2 separate regions of the Mus musculus genome follow, and region 1 is linked to region 2. Evidence: chromatin contacts called from public HiChIP or PLAC-seq data. All regions are on one chromosome and are shown on one strand. Each heading gives the region's core, a stretch centred on a gene start, on an enhancer-like site or on the middle of the called end of the contact. The rest is flanking DNA. Distances are from core to core; before and after follow the strand shown.

Region 1 (5,350 bases), core at 2,422-4,921, 130 kb after region 2:
CCCAGAGTCCTGCAAGGATGAGTCTGGCATCATGAAGGAGAGGGAGGAAACAGTGGGAAAGGGATGAGCAGAGGGTATTTAGGGAAGTGGTCCCAGAGATCCACCATGCTTATTTTGCTCCATTTTGGCCAACCTTCCTCCTAAAGCCTTAGCCTTGGCGATTGGCCCCACATCTGTCCAGCCTTGTAGGTAGCAGGTGAGTCTCGTCAGCTTCCTCTGTCTCTCCTAGATTAGAAATCCCCTGTGGAAGAGAACATGCCCTATTTTCTTTGGGTTTCCATCATTCTCTGCTTCCACCCCCACAGCCTGTGACACCATTTGAGGATCTGCTCCTCCCAGGGCTTCAGAAGGTATTTTGGAACAAAGAGAAACAGGGCCTTTGCTCCTCCCTGTGGCCATTCCCACTGCACCTGCAGCTGCAGTTAGATGCAGGAGCTGGTGAGGAAGGACAGAAGGATGGGCACCCACTCTGACTCACAATGTCTTGGTTCAAAGGGAAATCAGATTGAAGGGGGTTGGGGGGTGGGGAGCAGAAATGTGTTCCATGTCTGTGTGACCAAAAGTTAACAATACATAAGAGAGAAACAAACCATGTGACCATTGATTGCATCAATATCAAACTGTGTAAACAGAATGCTTCTCACAGAACAAGGGCTTTGCTCCCTAACACTTCTTGGAATAAATGTTTCCTCAGCTCTTCTTTGCCTTTTAAAAAAACAAAACAAAACAAAACAAAAAAACAAAAACAAAACAAAACAAAAACAATACTTATTTGGTCTCTAACAGTTCTGGTGGGAGAAAGTGTACTTAGCATCAGTACCAATGCTATTCATTAATTAGTGGGATTAAGTAAGTATTGCAAAGACCTAAAGCAGATTTTGGATTATCTTCTACAATTCATGTTACGAAGTAAAAGTTGCATTTTAATATCATTTAGCAGATTAACAGACAGAGTATATGTTGATAAATAACACAAAACATCGAAATGAATAAGCTTCATTTCCATTTTAATCAATGATAACACAGGTAAAAATACTGTATCTCATTCTTAAGACAAAAAAATTAACTTTTTCATATTATCACCCACTAATCCTTTGGTGGGAGAAACCTTGTCTCCATGCCATTCTGATACTTTTTCTATTGCCCTGCTAAGTCAACCTTATAATTTTTATATTTTCTACAATAGAATTTTGGGTTGAAAGTCTTATGTATACTATAACATTGTTAAGACAAAATTTTAAGCATCTTGGAACATACTATGATATTTATCCCTCATATATACTAAACATACATACATTGTACATACATTGTACTCTCCTACCCGGCTCTCAAACCCATGACCTCTCCTTCTGTAATTATTATTGTTTATCTCTCTCCTGAATGCCTTTAATGTTGCTTGTATGTTCGTGTGTTTAGGGGTGAACACATATGACTGAATCAGGGCTTCAGAAAACACATCCTCCCTCTATCAGCAGTCCACAGATTAAGTTTCCCTGACTTTCTTTTTATTCATCTAAAATGCTTGATAGTGTGCAGTTTCCATGTCAAGGTGGGACGTCATAGAAATAATGAAATTACAGATGTCAGGTAAACCTGAAGACAAATACAATACAGAGGGACCTCTCAAAGCCACTGGCCAATGTCAACTTTACAAATGGAACATCTGGAATAACACTTCTTAGGGTCATAAGAATCATAGGAAATAGCATGTAAAAATTTGTAGTGCTTAGCCTGCTCGCATGTTGATCAATTCATGTAGCACATTCTACCTGGACACAGCTTTGTAAGTGCTTCCACATACACCTCTGGAGTTCTGCTCTACCCAAGCATAAGTCCCATCTGTATTATCTAATTAGCCCTCACAGTCTACTACATATCAGAATTTTAATTTTCTCCATAACAATTAAAAAACTTGGTGTTAATATTTAGAACTCTAGTGACACTGAGTGAATGCTGTTGTGTGATACACTGGCTATGCACGTGTGTGTTTACATGTGTGTGCGTTTGTACATGCATGTTCCTGTAGGTGTACATACATATATGGACATATGCCTGTGTATGTGTGCATGTGTGTGTGTGTGTATGTGTGTGTATGTGCATGTGTGTGTGTGTATGTGTGTGTGTGTGCATGTGTGTGTGTGTATATGTGTGTGTTCCTTTGTCATGGAAACCTGAGTCTTTCACATGCTAAGAAGGCACTCTAGCACTGATGTTTCTCTGCCTCCATTTACACCCCTCCCACACACATTTTGTAAAGATCGATTTTAGAAAAATGTTTAGAACTATAAACTCCACATTTTTTCCTGTGTTGGGCTCTACACAGCTTTAATATTGATATCTCCCCCCAGAGATACAGTCCTTGTCCATACGTAATGTGCAAACTTTTGTATTAATCAAGGACCCAACTTGATATCTGAATACCAGGCTTACTCTGACAGGTCACTGGTGTTTGCACATGGTTTCAGCCAAAGGGGGTATTTTTTAGATAAAGGATGGTTATTCATTTGTAACAGAGTCTGCATAGAGTGCCACTGATTTGAATCTTAAGTAATTTTACTCTTTGATTCTGAAGAGTAATTATGCTCAAAATACACTGAATGACCTTGTGATGATTTTTTTATAACACTATTGTTGACAATTTGCTATCATTGATAGTGAGAATTTACTACTTTCACTACTTTATTCATCCCACATCTTCCCACTCATACATAGCTCTGACACACATTGATACATTCTTTTCTGTTAACTATTATGAAAGGTTAAGAGAGGTGATCAATTTACATCTGCTTTGCAGATTTAAATATTAATAGCACATGTTTCATCCGTAGCCTTTATAGACTATCACTCAGGGGCATAATATCACTTCAATCCTTGCTACAACTCTAAAAGAAAAAAAGAGAGAGTTTGAGATAAAGGAAAGTACATTTCATAGAATTTTAGCCACAAACCCAGAACTACGTAGCTAATGCATGGTGTGAGATAGACTCTCAAAGTAGTTTTAATTTGCATTTCTCTGGCTAAGGATGTTCAACACTTTCTTTCCAGATATTTAGTATCCATTTGTATTTCTTCCATGTGAACTATTGATTAGGAGATTTAGGGCCTTGAGTGTTCACATTATGTGTATGTGTGTGTGTGTGTGTGTGTGTGTGTGCGTGTGTGTGAGCTACTAGTCTGTCTAATGCATAGTTGTGGGCCTCAAGTTCTAAAACCCAGTTGAAGCCAGTGCCTCCCCCCTAACTCCACCCTTCCAATCTAGTACATACTTCTTCATAGTACATACTCAAACTTGATGAAGAAAACATAGAACGGTGTATGTTCCTCTCTGCTATGTATACAAAGAAACTAGGTGAAGACAAGTTGTTCTCATGCTTCCAAAATACTCCCAGGACCTTGATTTAAACTAAAGTGTACAATACTACATAACACATTTATCATACGAACATGAGTGCTTTGAAGTTCATCTCCATTGTGAGCATCTTCTTCATTTGTGATCTAATCGTATTTGCTTTAGTGACCCCAGAAAATTGGAGAAAAGAAGTGATGAGAAAGTGGTGGAAGCCAGCTACTATCTCATAAAAGAACAACAGCCCCCACATAATCAGCACATCCTGTTGGAAAAGAGGATGTCCCTGCTTCAAATACTTGTCCTAGCTTCTAAATGGCATGTTTCCCATTGTCACACCAGTACTGTCACAGACTAGCAGGGTATCTCTAAAAATTCCTGAGTTGCAATCGTCACTATAGTTCACATCTCATAGAGTTTTCAGTGTTCAGTCCGGATAAGGATCCCAGATTCAGTAAACTATCTGCCTTGACTGGCAACCTCTCTATATAGGACGTCATTGTGGTGCTCCTCAGGAATCTCTCATTAAGTGCAGCCCCACAAAACAAAAGGGAGGCCAAGGAAGATTATCTTAAAACAAAACAAAACAAAACAAAATAAAACAATAGAAAGGCCTTTGGTAAAGTGCTGATTTTAGCTATAAATTATTACTCACTGTCCTAGCAATAAGTTCCTTAAACTCTTATTATCTCAGCTTTCTTCTTTCTGCAAGGGTAGTGATATAATATATTACAAAGACTTTCTATAGCCCTTAATACTTACTGAGAAAATGTGTATCCAAGAGACCTAAGGCTGCATATTCTTTTATGATTTTTTATTGAAAAATAACTCATAGTATTTGTAAAGAAAAGGAAAGAAAAGAATTGTAGCCTGCCTATCCACTGACTTAAAAGTGATTCTAGATTACTTTCTGCAACTTTTTGGTCTATAGCTTCCTTTTCAGCACAATGAAAGATCTGTCAAAGAATAGTAAAACAATAGATTTAATAATGGCTTGAAACAAAGAAAACATTTAGAAAATTGTTTTCATATAATCATATCAGTCTTACCAATAGTAAATGATAGTTCTTTTATAAGGTATGGAATTTTAGAAATTGTACTGTCAAGAGAAGATGGACTACAATTGTAAAACAAAATTGAGAAAAACAAATTTACTTTGGTTGGGTGCATTGGTTAGTACTTTGTCTTTCTTATCGTTACCTTCATTAATTTTAATAAGGAAAAGGCTCAGTCTGCCATAAAGGTGTTACTGACTATAAAACTCACACATTCAATTTTGTCTTCTGTTTTCATATTTTATTTCTCCCGGATTTATTATTTCTTTCAAATCCAGAAGTTTATAGTTGTTTTTAAAAATTTTAACTATGTACTTGGTTTAGTCATTTCAACTCATAAAGATATGGTGATATAAGCAAGCAGGCAGATACACAGACACTCGTGTCTGTATATGGAGACACTCATTGTGTAATTGAATCATGAATTCATCATCAGCCATTAAGCCATTTCAATCTTCCATCTATAGTCTTTGCCTCTTGGGTGGTCAGATCTGTTACAGTATATATTCAGGACACAGAAAAGGGACTGGGAAGTTTTCCAAAAGGAAGAAAATTTATGTGTTTCAACACAATATTTATATTACATTTGTTAACTTCATTCTATTTCCCTGCAGGTTTAAATGTTTCTTTGGCCACTTGACTACTGAACACAAAATGAATAACTCAACTAACTCCTCGAACAATGGTTTGGCTATTACCAGTCCTTACAAGACATTTGAAGTGGTATTTATTGTCCTTGTGGCTGGATCCCTCAGTCTGGTGACCATCATTGGGAACATTCTAGTCATGGTTTCCATTAAAGTCAACCGCCACCTTCAGACTGTCAACAATTACTTCTTGTTCAGCCTGGCCTGTGCTGACCTCATCATAGGTGTTTTCTCCATGAACTTGTATACCCTCTACACTGTGATTGGCTACTGGCCTTTGGGACCTGTAGTGTGCGACCTTT
Region 2 (5,703 bases), core at 1,825-4,324:
GGGAGGGGGCAAATGTATGGCTGCCAGACCTGGTGGGAAACCACCAGAGTTCAACTCACCCTAAATCCACTTACAATGAGAGAGTAGTGATCCGTACATATAACTACTGAAACCTCCTTCCTCTTGCACTGAAATCAACATGGTGCAGTAAAATGCGTGCCACGTCTCCAGGACTGAGAGCCAACCAGATCCCTTCTTCTTTGATTACTGGTGACCTTGTTTCTAGTCTTGCTAAAAAGTGAACTTTGCAGAAGACTCAAAGTCATGCCCTGGGGGCATTGGCTCTCCTCATCACATGCCTAAAACTAGCATTATAAGGAGGTAGGTAATGAAGTTTGGCTTCACAAGTGGAAATTACTAATTTATTAGAGTGCTTTGAGGTGGAAAATAGTCATGCAGATAAAGGGAAACCCACAGATGCATTCTACAAAGTCTTTAAAAAGCACTTTTGAAAATGTTCCACACCAAGAGTTACTAATAAATGCAAACACTATATTCCTGGGGTGAAGGAACACTCTTTTATCTCAGAAAGTGAACTTGTTTAAGAGATGAAAATAAAATGCTCAGAAAACTCACGACCATTTCCTGTACAGAAAGAAACTAGAAAGGGGAAAGACTGAGGCTCCCTGGAGTCAGTGTGATGATGGACTATGTTTAACATGCATCTCGCATCCCTCTGGTGGGTAGCGTCCTTCGTGTTTTGCCTGCAATGCTCCCTGGTAAACACTTTCAAAGAGGTCACAGGCATGAATGACCCAGGAATCTGAATCCTTAAATCTGAGCTGACAACCTGCAGCCATAGCTAAATTGCCATGTGCCCAAAACAAACAAACAAACAAACAAACAAACAAACAAATAAATCTGCTGAGAACTTTGCAGCAATTGACTCTACTGTTCTATCTAACAAATCTAAAACATATCCATTTTATAGACTAAAAAGTTGACATTCAGAGTAGTTAAATAATTTCTTCACTTCACCGACAGTGAGTGGCCAAGATACAACAAGCCTTCATGATAAAAGATAAAGTTGTTCTGGGTAATGACGTAAGAAAGTGGGCACTTTTGAGGCTTGCTTGCTGAGAGTGTCACTTCTGTTTCTAGCTCCTAGGAAAATCCTGATGGTTGTGAGCCTTTGCTGGCTATTTACTTACTTCCCAGTTTAAAATAGGTAGCTCCTTTTAGGAAGAACAGAGTCATAATGGGAAGCAAAAACAGAACCAGAGTCCAGGTTACTAAATGCTTGGGTTTTCTTTGTTGCTTGTCAGGAGCTTCTTCTTCTTTTTGTTGTTGTTCAGTTTCAGTGTGTGTGTGTGTGTGTGTGTGTGTGTGTGTGTGTGTGTGTGTGTGAGTGTGTGTGCACAACCATGCAAGCATGCACAAGTGCATTCACAAAAACCTCAGGCATGTTATGACAATGTGAATTTCTGAAGGCGTCTTAGAGATAGGAGCAGATAGAATGTTTGTGAACTTACGTTCTGTAGTACCCAACAGAGAAGGGGGGAAAATGAAAATAAGAATCAGCTGCTTACTGACTGAAACCTAGTTCTGGGGTAGATTGAGGGCGATAATGTTCAGAACTGCCTTTCTCAAACAAGACTAAAATGCCTGCGTGGGACTCAGAGGGCAACGACATACCCTTACCATCCTTTACACCAGGATGGCTTTTATCCAGCAAAATTGAATCTGTGTCAGTCCTACTTAGGCATAGCTGTAGGATTTTCATTCACCAATGAATTTATATTAGTGTATAATTTATAGTGTTGATGGTCAGCCTCTCTACAAGAGCTTCATGTGGGTATTTATTCTCAAAGATGAGAAACTCAGAAAGAAAAGGAACCGTGGTTTCATTATTCTGTGTGCTCTTTAACACCCAGCCAAGGACAGGGCAACACGAACTGAGCTGAATTCCATTGAGCATAATAAATAGCAATTTCTCTGTCTCTGCGATCAAAAAAGAGATAGGTCCTGTTCTTTGTTACTTAGTTTAAGGTTCCAATGACTCCTTCTTTAATTCTATTTGGCAATGAAAGCCTCATTCGGTAGCACATATTTATGTCATCAGATACAATATACATCATCAAGAGCAATTGTCCTCAACGACACCTTAGAATAATCACATTATGATATTATCAAATAAGTTCCATACTTTCAAACAATGGGTATAAATCTGGGAAAGAATTTCTCATTAAAATAAATGAAGGCAAAAATTAGTCCATGCTCTGAACACAGGAAGTTCACATCTTTTATTTTCCTCGATAGACAGCAAAATCCCACCTCACCAACACCTCACTAGTACACTCTCTTAACTACTACTCCCCATTAACTGATGGAACACACAGGCATCGACCTGTTTGGGAAGAAAGAAAAAAAAACAGCAAAGACAGATAAATATCTGTTTCTTTCTAATACATTAGTTAGCATCAAAGAAAGAAATAAACAATCTGAACAATTCTCCATGACTATATATTTAGTACAAAGTACATTTATTCTAACATTTCCCCACCTGGAAACACGGGGCATAAGTATCTTCTGCAATCAACAAGCCTTCTTCCCAATGTGCCCTGTCACCTTTGTAGCAACCTGGCACCTGCTGACATGGGACCTAGGGGTGGTGGTGGTGGTGATTGCAAAGGTTGTGGTGTAGAAATTGCAGACCGAGAACTGGGCTCCGGGGTCGGACATGGAGAGATGCAGAAAAGAGCTGAGAGAGAAAGCTGTCATATTTGCACCGAAGAACCGCCAAATCAGAGCGCAGAGAAGATTTCATTGGCGGAGCCCCCTTCAACGGCAACTAATCCTGTCAGAACGAAAGAAAATTGTAAATGCTCTCTCCAGAAACTGTCCGCCCATTGCAGCTAATCGAACACAAACGCACAAATAGAGGCACCACTCTCGCTCTGCTGCTACACACAGCGGGTGAGGGCGAGGAGACCAGTTCCCGGGAGCAGGCACGCGGGGGCACAGACACACTCATTCGCACACACGCACACACGCACACGCCAGCCTGCGGGCTTGGCCAGAGCCCTGAAGTCGCAGATCCCACTTGGAAATCGCCAGAGGCACTGGGAGAAGTGGAGGAGCGCAGCTCCCAGACACTAATTACTACTTCCCCGGCACTAGGGTGAAGAAATGAAGCCCGCCCAGCTCTTCTCCACACCCAGGTCTCCTTTCTGTTTCGGTGTTAACTGTCATCTTCCTGAAAGCCAGGTTTGAAAGTCTTATTTGCCTGTGTTTTGGGGGTGTGATGCTCAAGGCGGCAGACAGATGTAATTTAACTCCAGTCCGAATTGTCTAATTGGGGTCCCAGATTAGCCGAGTGATACGACCCATGTGAAATGCCCCGCAGCCTTCTCTGAGCCTTGGGGTCCGCAGTCTCCCCGCCTCCCTTGCCCCACCCGTCTAAGTGCGGTGGCGACAACTAATCTTTCGCTTTTCTCTCGCAAGATCCAGGGAGAAGGCAAGCGGGCAACCAGCTGAGGACTCCGAGCTGTGCCGCTCGCTCCCAAACCGGTCCAACCTGAGCCCGCCAAAGGCTCCTCGCTCCAGCCAGACTCCACCAGATCGCAGCCCCGGGCGACTAAGTCAGTGACAGGTAAAGACTCTGCTATACCATGGTTCTCTAATTGTCCATATCAAGGGCCCTGGTACCTCGCAGCTCCTCCCCATCACCCGACCCTGGCCGCAGAGGGTCTGGGTTTGCAAGAATTGTTTGGTGGTCCCTGACACGTGCAGGTTTTCCAATGGAAACTTTGGCATCTGGGGCTTGCTGGAGAGGACACGTACCTTGGCGGGTCTGAAAGAAGGAGGGGTTTCAAAGCTGGGGCGGGGGAAACCATTGGGATAGCTAAGTCCAGTGGAATGTGGCAAAAAGCAGCCTGTGAGCGCCGATACTCCAGTATGGCTGTCTTTGAGCTTGGCACCCCCTCACCCTCGCTACCACACTCTGGTCCTCTTCATCCCCCCGCCCCCCAACTCCAGATGCTGCCGTGGGAAAGGCAAGTAGAGCTCAGTCTCTCCTGCCGCTCACCCATCCCCCTTAAGCTCCCCTTATACCCTAGGGTCTGGGCACATTGCATTTAGGGTGGAGGCCCCTCTCGCCACCACTCCACGCTGTCCCCTGACTCCGCCTTGGGAGAGAGCCTTCTGGTGAGGACGACAGGTTTAGTGCTGTTGTTCCCGGACCTTGGCAGGGGAACAAGGTTGGGGAAGGTTTCCAGGAGGAGAGAGAAGGGAGTCCTCTGCAAGCCTATTTTCCTCCGCTGGCGCGCGCAAGGTTGATTGTCCACTGTGGCTGAGGAAAGGGACCCCAGTCCAGAGCTGATGAAGTCTCAGACGCTGCAGGAGCTTGGTCTCCCAACTCATGGTGGGTACTGGACCACTCTGCGGGTCTTAGATAGAGAATAGCGCAAATGACCTTTACTGTTGGCACCTGAGGAGCTAGGCTATCATCTCTAACTTGTGGCTCTGGGAGCGAGTGAGGTGCGGTCCAAACCTGGTTGCAGATAGAAAATACAGAAATTCCACCTGTGCGCTCCACCCTTCCATGTCCCTGGAGTGTCAGAAGCCTAGCAAGCAGGGAGACTTGCTTTGCAGAGCGCTCCAGGGTAAGAATTCACCCAAATTGACATCTGTGGGGGCAGGGGGGTACTCTGCCTCTGTTCTTCTACAATATATACATCCTCGTTTCTATCTCTGGTCCTTCTGTGCCCTTACGGCTCTCCTGGGCCTCCAAATAGTGCAAGGGAGGGTCGACCGGTCTTTCAGTCCCTTTATGTGATGCAGACTCGGGAGCTTGTGTGCAAATGTCCATGGAGAGAAGTACTCGCTGCCAAGAGCTGGGAGGAGGGCAGAGAAATGGAAGTAAACACGGAAGGCAAGTAAAATTGCTTGCTGACACATCACCCAAGCTGCCCTTTCATATTCTTGTGTCACTTCGGGGTCCCTATGAGCCTGTTCCTGCAACCCCACGCTCCAAAGCTTCCCACCACAGGAAGACCCTTGCCCCTTGCTCCAGGTCCAGAATCTCCCACTCTGACCTTATATTCATCTCTACCCTTTCCTTTCTTTCTTTCTTTCTTTCTTTCTTTCTTTCTTTCTTTCTTTCTTTCTTTCTTTCTTCTTTCTTTCTTTCTTTCTTTCTTTCTTTCTTTCTTTCTTTCTTTCTTTCTTTCTTGGTCTGGTTTTGCTTCTCTCGTTCTTTCCTTTACACTGGGTGGCAGTTGTTATATGGAAATCTTAGGATGTTCAGTCCCTCCAGCATAAGCAGCCAGCAGCACAAACACACATCTCAAAGCTCTTCCATACAAGCACTAGCGCTCCAGTGCTTGGCCACCTTTGGGCATTCCCCAAGCATCTGCAGCCTTGGTCATCTTGGCTAAGGCTTCTGCCTCAACCCGGTTGAATGGAGAGGGGAGCTGCTCGTACTCCCTGGAGAAACCTCAGGACAATCTGGCAGAATTGGAAATTTGAAGTAGAAGTGAGGTGGAGAGATTGTGCTGGGGCAGTTCAAAGGGGTGAGCATTCCTGAGGCGCTGTGTGACGCGATTTTCCCATCCCAACACTGGGTATCTTGCCCCCAGTCCAACTAGCTGCATCTTTTTTTCCAAGCTGTGCAGGGTAGTCTGATGGCTGAGGACCGGAGTGGGCCTTCACTTTCTTTCTATTTCTTGTAATTGGCATATTCCTGGATTCAAAGTTCTTTGC

What was found. HiChIP or PLAC-seq counts read pairs in DNA pulled down with a chosen protein or histone mark.
Region 1: an H3K27ac HiChIP or PLAC-seq map of heart atrium shows a contact between it and region 2, with 4 times the contacts expected there. The contact joins the enhancer-like site here to the promoter of 9330158H04Rik in region 2. A contact is called at or near these places in 1 of 39 promoter capture datasets (pre-B cells), 2 of 484 Hi-C or Micro-C datasets (the HL-1 cell line and cortical neurons), 2 of 115 datasets of contacts at active chromatin or transcription factors (cardiomyocytes and heart atrium) and 1 of 9 other capture datasets (liver).

What each region holds. Positions count from the first base shown.
Region 1 is chr6:36,518,155-36,523,504 of GRCm38.p6, forward strand. It overlaps Chrm2 (cholinergic receptor, muscarinic 2, cardiac), which reads left to right. Exons shown (of 3, transcript NM_203491.3): 3 at 5,016-5,350. The coding sequence starts at 5,056. Among named protein-coding and RNA genes, the nearest start is that of Mir490, 99 kb to the left of the region's middle. Within about 2 kb of position 3,672, at least 1 of the 459 cell types and tissues checked has an H3K27ac peak or open chromatin away from gene starts, as enhancers often do. A contact at or near this core is called in heart atrium, where this site is marked.
Region 2 is chr6:36,385,160-36,390,862 of GRCm38.p6, forward strand. It overlaps 9330158H04Rik (RIKEN cDNA 9330158H04 gene), which reads right to left and starts at 3,075. Exons shown (of 6, transcript NR_015589.1): 1 at 2,997-3,075; 2 at 2,504-2,797. It overlaps Chrm2 (cholinergic receptor, muscarinic 2, cardiac), which reads left to right and starts at 2,925. Exons shown (of 3, transcript NM_203491.3): 1 at 2,925-3,207; 2 at 3,445-3,592.